Linked DNA regions of Mus musculus: region 1 is linked to region 2. Evidence: chromatin contacts called from public HiChIP or PLAC-seq data. All regions are on one chromosome and are shown on one strand. The core of a region is the stretch at or near the end of the contact, and the rest is flanking DNA. Distances in the headings are between cores, read along the strand shown.

The links. HiChIP or PLAC-seq counts read pairs in DNA pulled down with a chosen protein or histone mark.
Region 1: a contact with region 2 is called in a FOXA1 HiChIP or PLAC-seq map of pancreatic cancer cells. The contact joins the promoter of Irf1 here to the promoter of Ube2b in region 2. A contact is called at or near these places in 1 of 39 promoter capture datasets (liver) and 1 of 115 datasets of contacts at active chromatin or transcription factors (pancreatic cancer cells).

What each region holds. Positions count from the first base shown.
Region 1 is chr11:53,768,087-53,771,725 of GRCm38.p6, forward strand. It overlaps Irf1 (interferon regulatory factor 1), which reads left to right and starts at 1,928. Exons shown (of 10, transcript NM_008390.2): 1 at 1,928-2,192; 2 at 3,198-3,289. The coding sequence starts at 3,203.
Region 2 is chr11:51,999,202-52,002,516 of GRCm38.p6, forward strand. Ube2b (ubiquitin-conjugating enzyme E2B) reads right to left here and starts at 1,290. Exons shown (of 6, transcript NM_009458.5): 1 at 1,092-1,290. The coding sequence starts at 1,135. It also overlaps a transcript of Cdkl3 not described here.

The sequences.
Region 1 (3,639 bases), core at 678-3,177, 1.8 Mb after region 2:
AAAATAAATAAATAAATAAAAATAAATAAATAAATAAATAAATTTTAAAAAAGGAGAACCCCTAAAGTCAAAGTGGGAAAAACCTCGCATAGAACATTTAAAAGATGAAAATGGTCAGTTTCACTGTTAAATCGTAGCAGTGAGGGTGGGACAGGGACATCTCCTAAGCAGAAGACTGTTAGTGTGTGTGTAGAGACTTTGCTCACAGTGTTGTCTCTATTGGGAAAAGGTGGAAATAACCTAAATGTCCTACAACAGGGTATTTATCTATCGGGTAAATTTTTATTTATCCTTATGACAGAAAACAGGTACCCATCACTAACAAGGCTGCATATGGACATTCCAGGACACAGGCTGACTTTCATTATGTATACCCACACAGTTATTTTGATGTAATTTGTAGTCTCTGGTTGCTTTCAGTAGGGTCTCTGTGGGCTTCAAGAGTTACAAAGTTTCTCTCCCTAATCTCATTTTGAATTTTCCATTGGCTGGTCAGAGTGTCTCCACAGAGCAAGTATACATCTGTTGCACAGAGAGCAGGTGTCAGATTCAGAGTCATGTGATCAGAAGGCCCTGGTCTCTAGTGATTCTCTTAATTTGCGACTTCAAATACCTCCGTATTTATTCTAGAGTCTCAATTCCTCCTTCCAAATCCTCCTGCCACCTTGAATCTCCTAGCTCGTCTATGAGGCAGTGACGTTACAGGTACAATCGTCCATTGATGTGTGTATTACAGCTTGCAACATTCAAACTGGGTGCTGTCCTAGACGGACAGCTAGGGTGAGGAAGGTGACACAAGAGAATGACACGGTAGAGGACTGATGTACTTGTGAGTCAGAAGCTGCGAGGAAGCGAATGAAGAAGCCTGAGGGGCCAGAGTTCGGAGATGGAACATGTATACACTAGCCCAGCCGCTAAGAGAAAGAACAAACTGGCAAGGTTTACTCGTGAACACCAGTTAACCCGCTGCCCTTGCCATCCCCTTGGGACCTGGGTCCCCCCTTAGCCACAATTTCCCTATGCTGCCCAGAACTTCTCCAGAGCCAGGCTTTGGGGACTCAGAAATGACTTCAAGACTATCAGAGAGGAACTCTCTCCCTAGGGCTACGTCGAGGATGGAGAGCTGAAGTAGGTGTCATAGAAGGAACCACGGCCACTTCGGAATTTTATCCACTTCTTTGGTGTTAGGTAGTCCCAAGGAATAAGGGTCGCCTTGGTCACCGCTAGCTAGAACCTCGTGTGGCACAGGAAAGCACACCCGCATCTTGTGCCCATGTAAGCAAACACATCATCTCTCCCCATAAGGACAAGGTGTTCCCCCATCACTTCAGACTAGCAAGTGAGCTATTGACATTTTATGGTTACGGAGTCCTTGAGTCCTTCAACGGCTGGCCCTGCAGAGTCCAGGCTGGGAGTTCCTACTGCCCCGTATTTCCAAGTTAGGCCTTCTGCCTCAATTTCCCAGAGCAGCCAAGTGGCAAGTAAGGCGGTACAGGGACATAATCTCTCCCTTCTTGACACTTCATTACCAGACTGATTTTGAGGGTGATTTAGTCCCGGGGACCCTTCTGGAGAGGGAATCAGGTGTTCTAGAGACATAGGGAGTTAGGTGTCTCCCGTGGAGAAGGGGAAGACCATCATAGGAGCCAGCAGGCTGGGAGTCTGCAGAAAGAGGGGGACGGTCTCGGCTTTCCAAGACAGGCAAGGGGGCAGGGGAGTGGAGTGGAGCAAGGGGCGGGCCCGCGGTAGCCCCGGGGCGGTGGCGCGGGCCCGAGGGGGTGGGGAGCACAGCTGCCTTGTACTTCCCCTTCGCCGCTTAGCTCTACAACAGCCTGATTTCCCCGAAATGATGAGGCCGAGTGGGCCAATGGGCGCGCAGGAGCGGCGCGGCGGGGGCGTGGCCGAGTCCGGGCCGGGGAATCCCGCTAAGTGTTTAGATTTCTTCGCGGCGCCGCGGACTCGCCAGTGCGCACCACTCCTTCGTCGAGGTAGGACGTGCTTTCACAGTCTAAGCCGAACCGAACCGAACCGAACCGAACCGAACCGGGCCGAGTTGCGCCGAGGTCAGCCGAGGTGGCCAGAGGGACCCCAGCATCTCGGGCATCTTTCGCTTCGTGCGCGCATCGCGTACCTACACCGCAACTCCGTGCCTCGCTCTCCGGCACCCTCTGCGAATCGCTCCTGCAGCAAAGGTGAGCTCGCCGGAGCTGCGCGGGCACCGACGGGTGCCGTGGAACAAAAGGCGCACGGGACACCAGGAAGTGGGGGCCAGAGACACCCTGGGTCGCGGTGGCGCGCTGGCTCGGGAGGGCGCTGCAAGCGGGCGGGAGGCGGGCCGCGGCGTGCACCGCCCTCTGGCCGCGCTCGGCGGTCTGCGTGCGCGGAGCCGCTGCGGGGCCTCTTGGTAGCCCAGAGTGGCCGTCGCGCGCACCCGCGAGCAGCGCCGGGGGACTCGGATGTCCGCCTGCGCGCACTTTTGGCGGTCGCAGCTTGGCTCCCAGCTCTTGCTTTCGGACGCGCAGTGTTCGGTGCAGAGGTTGGCTCGCTGCCTTGACTGGCTGGACCGGGTCGTGAACTACTGGGCTTTCGGGAGGAGGTGCCACAGGTGTTGCTTGCGCCACTTCTCTTAACAGCAGGGGAAACCAGGCCGGAAGGGGTTGCGCCCCAGCCTGTATGTTGTGGGCACTGGCTGTCAAGAGGGGACATAGACTGGATTGGAGTGGGTGGGTAGAAGTGCCCGAGATGGAGGTTGACTTGCTTGCTTGCACAGCCTGGAAGGTGCAGGGCTGGGGGTGACAAGCAAAAGTAGTCCCTTCCTTCTTCCAAAGATTGAATTTTGAGAGAAAAGTTCTGTCATTGAGATGTCTGTCTTTTGGCTTTTTTTTTTTTTTTGCACATATATCCTGCAACCATCCATCCATCCAGACTTGCTTGGTTGTTTATTCCTGAGACTGACTGGGAGAGACTGAAAAGAATGGGCAGGTGGCTTTGCCCATGATGCTGGAGAGTTTCATTCTACTTCAGGGTCCCTAATCTATGACCTGGGTACCTGGCTGATGGCAGGAGAGTGGGGGAGGGTAATGACCTGGGTGTGAGGACAGGAGAAGGTAATTGAGCGAGCGGCCTTGGGTGGAGCAGGGCAGTGCCCAGGGTTGTTTAACAGACTCCAAACACAGGCCTCTGTCTTTTCCCTCCAGCCACCATGCCAATCACTCGAATGCGGATGAGACCCTGGCTAGAGATGCAGATTAATTCCAACCAAATCCCAGGGCTGATCTGGATCAATAAAGTGAGTGTTATCCTGCGTATTCCTGCCACTGTTTAATGCATGTTCTCTTGGGGCGCCAAATTTCATGAGTGAACGTTAAGAGAGCAGGAAAATGTATTTCCCAGTGGGTGCTGCATGCCAGAACGTGCAAGGTCTGACTTCTGCCTCCTGCTTCTTCCTTCCTGAAGCTGTGGCCAGCTCACCCTCCTAGTGGTACAGTCCTCAGCACCAAAACTTCTCAGCTTCTGCAGAGCCTGGGTTCCTCTCTCTTCCAAGAGAAACACTGTATACATAAGTCTTACATGGCTCCAGTTGGATAGACAAGACAGACAGAAAAGCAGTCGATAGTGGTTAGGAACGGGACTAGTTAC
Region 2 (3,315 bases), core at 40-2,539:
GACTGAGAGGGACGAATTTACTGCTTCATTCCTCAATTGTGTGGCTAAAATCAGCAACGAATTAAATGATGAAGTTGTCCAGGTCCCAAGACAATAGCTTCCAAATGCCTCATAAAGGGCTTTTTTTTCTCTCTCTCTCATAAAGGGCTTTATAATGGGAAAGTTGAGCAGTTGCTTCCTGAGAGGCAAATCTAAGTTTTTATATTACAGATTTGTCTCAATCACAGCGGGTCTGCCCAGAAAGAAAACTAGTATCTAGTCTACTGTTTCTGCACTTGTACGTTTCCAAGGAGAGGTAAACAACTGGGAGAGGTCATCTTCTTCCTTCAAGCCCCACATTTCCTATAAACCCCTATTTTCCAAAAGGAGGCCCAGGTGGAGTATCAGATTAGCTCCAGTCTGACGGAAGGCATTTTTCCAGGCTGGGGAGGCTATAGATAGGCTTTTATTCCGCGGCCAGATCTTAGTTCCAGAAGGCACTGGCAGGCCAAGTGGCTAGCTCCAGGCCCAGGTTTCCCGAGCCAGTTCTCAAGGTCCTTCCAGGTGGGCGGGGGCAGATCGGGTTTCGGGGGATGGGCTAACCACCTCCGGACCTCGCGCAGCAGACCCCACCCTCACCACTGCAGAAAGGGAGAGATTTGGGGCAGTATTCACCCCAACCTCTCACTACCAACAGGAGATCACGGGGCCCTGTAACAAAGCTGGACTGGTCCGCCAGGCGAGGCCGGAGCCTCAGGAGCAGCTCACTCGCACCACCTGGGGAGGGGACACTGCAGGGTGCAGAGGCGGGAGGTGAAGCGTCTGCATCTGCCCTAGGTGGGCCTCTGGGACACCTAGGCCCAGCGATGGCCACCTTCCTACTTTTGGGGGGGAAGGGCAGGAGGCTGTAGTACCGACCATCTTTACTCCAGACAGAGGGAGGTATGAAGCGAGGGAGTAAGAGCCACCGGGAAGCCGGGACTGCCGTGGGTCCCGCAGGCCCACTGCCCGCCTCCTCAGGGTCACCAGGAGGAAGATATCCGGAATCCCCGCCCTACAGTCCATGGCTTCGGGAAGAGGCCGTCATATTGGGCTAAGACGAGGGCCCTTACCGCTTGAAATCCCGCATGAGCCTCCTACGGGCCGGGGTCGACATGCTCCGCAGCTGCCCCGCGGTCAGTCTGAAAGAAAAGAGTCCCGTTCAGCCCCCCCACCCCCCGGCGCAGCGGCCGAATCACTGTGGGTCGCCGCCGCCACCGAGACTGCACAAACAACCCTGCAATGACGTCTCCCTCCGCCGCCTCCAGATCCCTCCGCCCTCCGCCAGTACCACCGCGGGAGGGGGGAGAGGGGGCGGGGCGAGCGGGCGCGCGCGCCGCACCGGAGGGGCAGAAGGCGGCCTTCCGGGCTTGTTGCTTGCGGGCAACTACGGAGGATCCGCTCCGTGCTCACGCTGAACACGGCCCGGCCCAACGCCCTCGGAGCCCACACGCTACCTCGCCTCGCTCCCCCCGTCGCTAGTTTCAAGTTCGGCCGGACGGGGAGAGAGTGGTGCATCCGGAGCCTGAGATTTCGGAGGAGAGGAGGTGGGGGGGGGGGTGACGTCAAGTCACGTGACCGCCAGCGCCGCTGTCAACAATCCACCCCTGAGGGGGAGGGAGCGAAGTATCTAGAACCACGTGTGCCTGTGACGCCATCAGAGCAGGTCACGTGATGGCCTAGCCTGGCTCTGGTTTCAGGTCTAACAAAGCAGGTCCTTGAGTATAAGGAGTTGACACCTCTAGTCATACATTATTCTTTTGGTCCCAAAGTACTGGGGCTTTGCAAAAGGAGACATTGTGGAAGGAGCCGCTTGCATTCTGAGTCTTTTAAAACGGAACAACAAAAAAAAAATCTGGACTTAATTCTGTGTTTCAAGTGGCTTAGCAACTCTGGTACGTGGGACAGGTACTGAAAGTGTGGCAAAGCCTTGTAATGAACGGCTTTGAATGCTAGGTCGGTGCAAATGAGATGGGATTAAGGGCATTTGCATCAATAGCCTGTTCCTGCTAATGGAATTTCCATACTTAGAATTTATACAGAAATGAGAGTGGAATAGATTGCCCAAACCTTAAAGACTCCATCTATGGAGTCTTTGAATTGGAATCTGTGAATTTGCCTGCGGTGGGGCACAATTGTGTTTTTCAAGAAGTGAGTGGGTGTGATTTTAGAGCATATCAATGCTGCTGGTTGTCAAAGAAACCTACAAAAATGATTCAGATCAGGGGAGAGATCCTGCAGACATGGGTGGGAGTTAGAGCTCGACTCTGAGGTAACTCATTACAAGCTTTATACAATAGCAAAGAGGGACCAAATGGACCGGAAGTGCGGTGTGGGGGGTTGATTCATAGCCGATTCCCGAAGCATTGACCACCACAGCCCCCAGCTGGCTCCTGGAATTTCCGTGCTCAGCTTCTAGCCCTGTATTGGGGATTTGTTAGTTCTAGGGACCGGAACAGTGTAGTAGATGCGGAATTCTTTAACTCAAGAAGGGGGAAGCGCATGAGACTCCACTGCTCACTCTTTCACATGGTTCCATGAAACCAGGAAGGGTTAACCTTTTTCACTGTCCTTATCCCTTCTTCCTTCAAACAATTCTCTTGATTTAAAATGACCTTGAGAACCCAGCGTCTTGGTGCATCCTGCCAATCCCACCATTCGGAGAGTGGAAAGGATCAGGAGTATAAGGCTAGCCTCAGTGAAGCAGGATGGTAGCCACCCTAGGCAGCCTGAGCGTCTCATCCCTCCCCGCCAAAAAGTAACCTTGAGGATTGTCAGGTATGTCTTACTCTTGATAGCCGCTGCTGTGTCCTCACAATGTGACTAAGCTAAAAGTTAAATATTCTTACCTTTACGTTTCTTCTCTTTGAGTTATTCCGTAGAACCCCAGGGCCTTAGGTAGCCCTGTAAAATGTTATTGAAAAGGATGCAGCGCACAAGCACAACTCCAGCACTGGGTAGACAGGGGACTAGAGGTCTGCAAATTCCACCGCACCTAGAGTTGGGAGAGACCTTGTCTTGGGGGAAAACAGGCTTTTTAAATCCCCTGGGCCGGTAACAAGTGCCTGGGCTTTTTTAAATTTCCGTCCAGCCATACCAATGTTAATCTTCCTCATGATCAAGAAATACATAGAGTGAAATGGCAGACGCTTTTTAAAAATCTCATTCTGTTGCTTATCTAGCAATTTATTACTTTAAAAAATGGACGGGATAGTTTTTAATATCCAAAATGAAATGTTTTGATAAATTGAATGCTTCCCAAAAATATAGAGAGCAGAATGTTAACAAAATTCACAC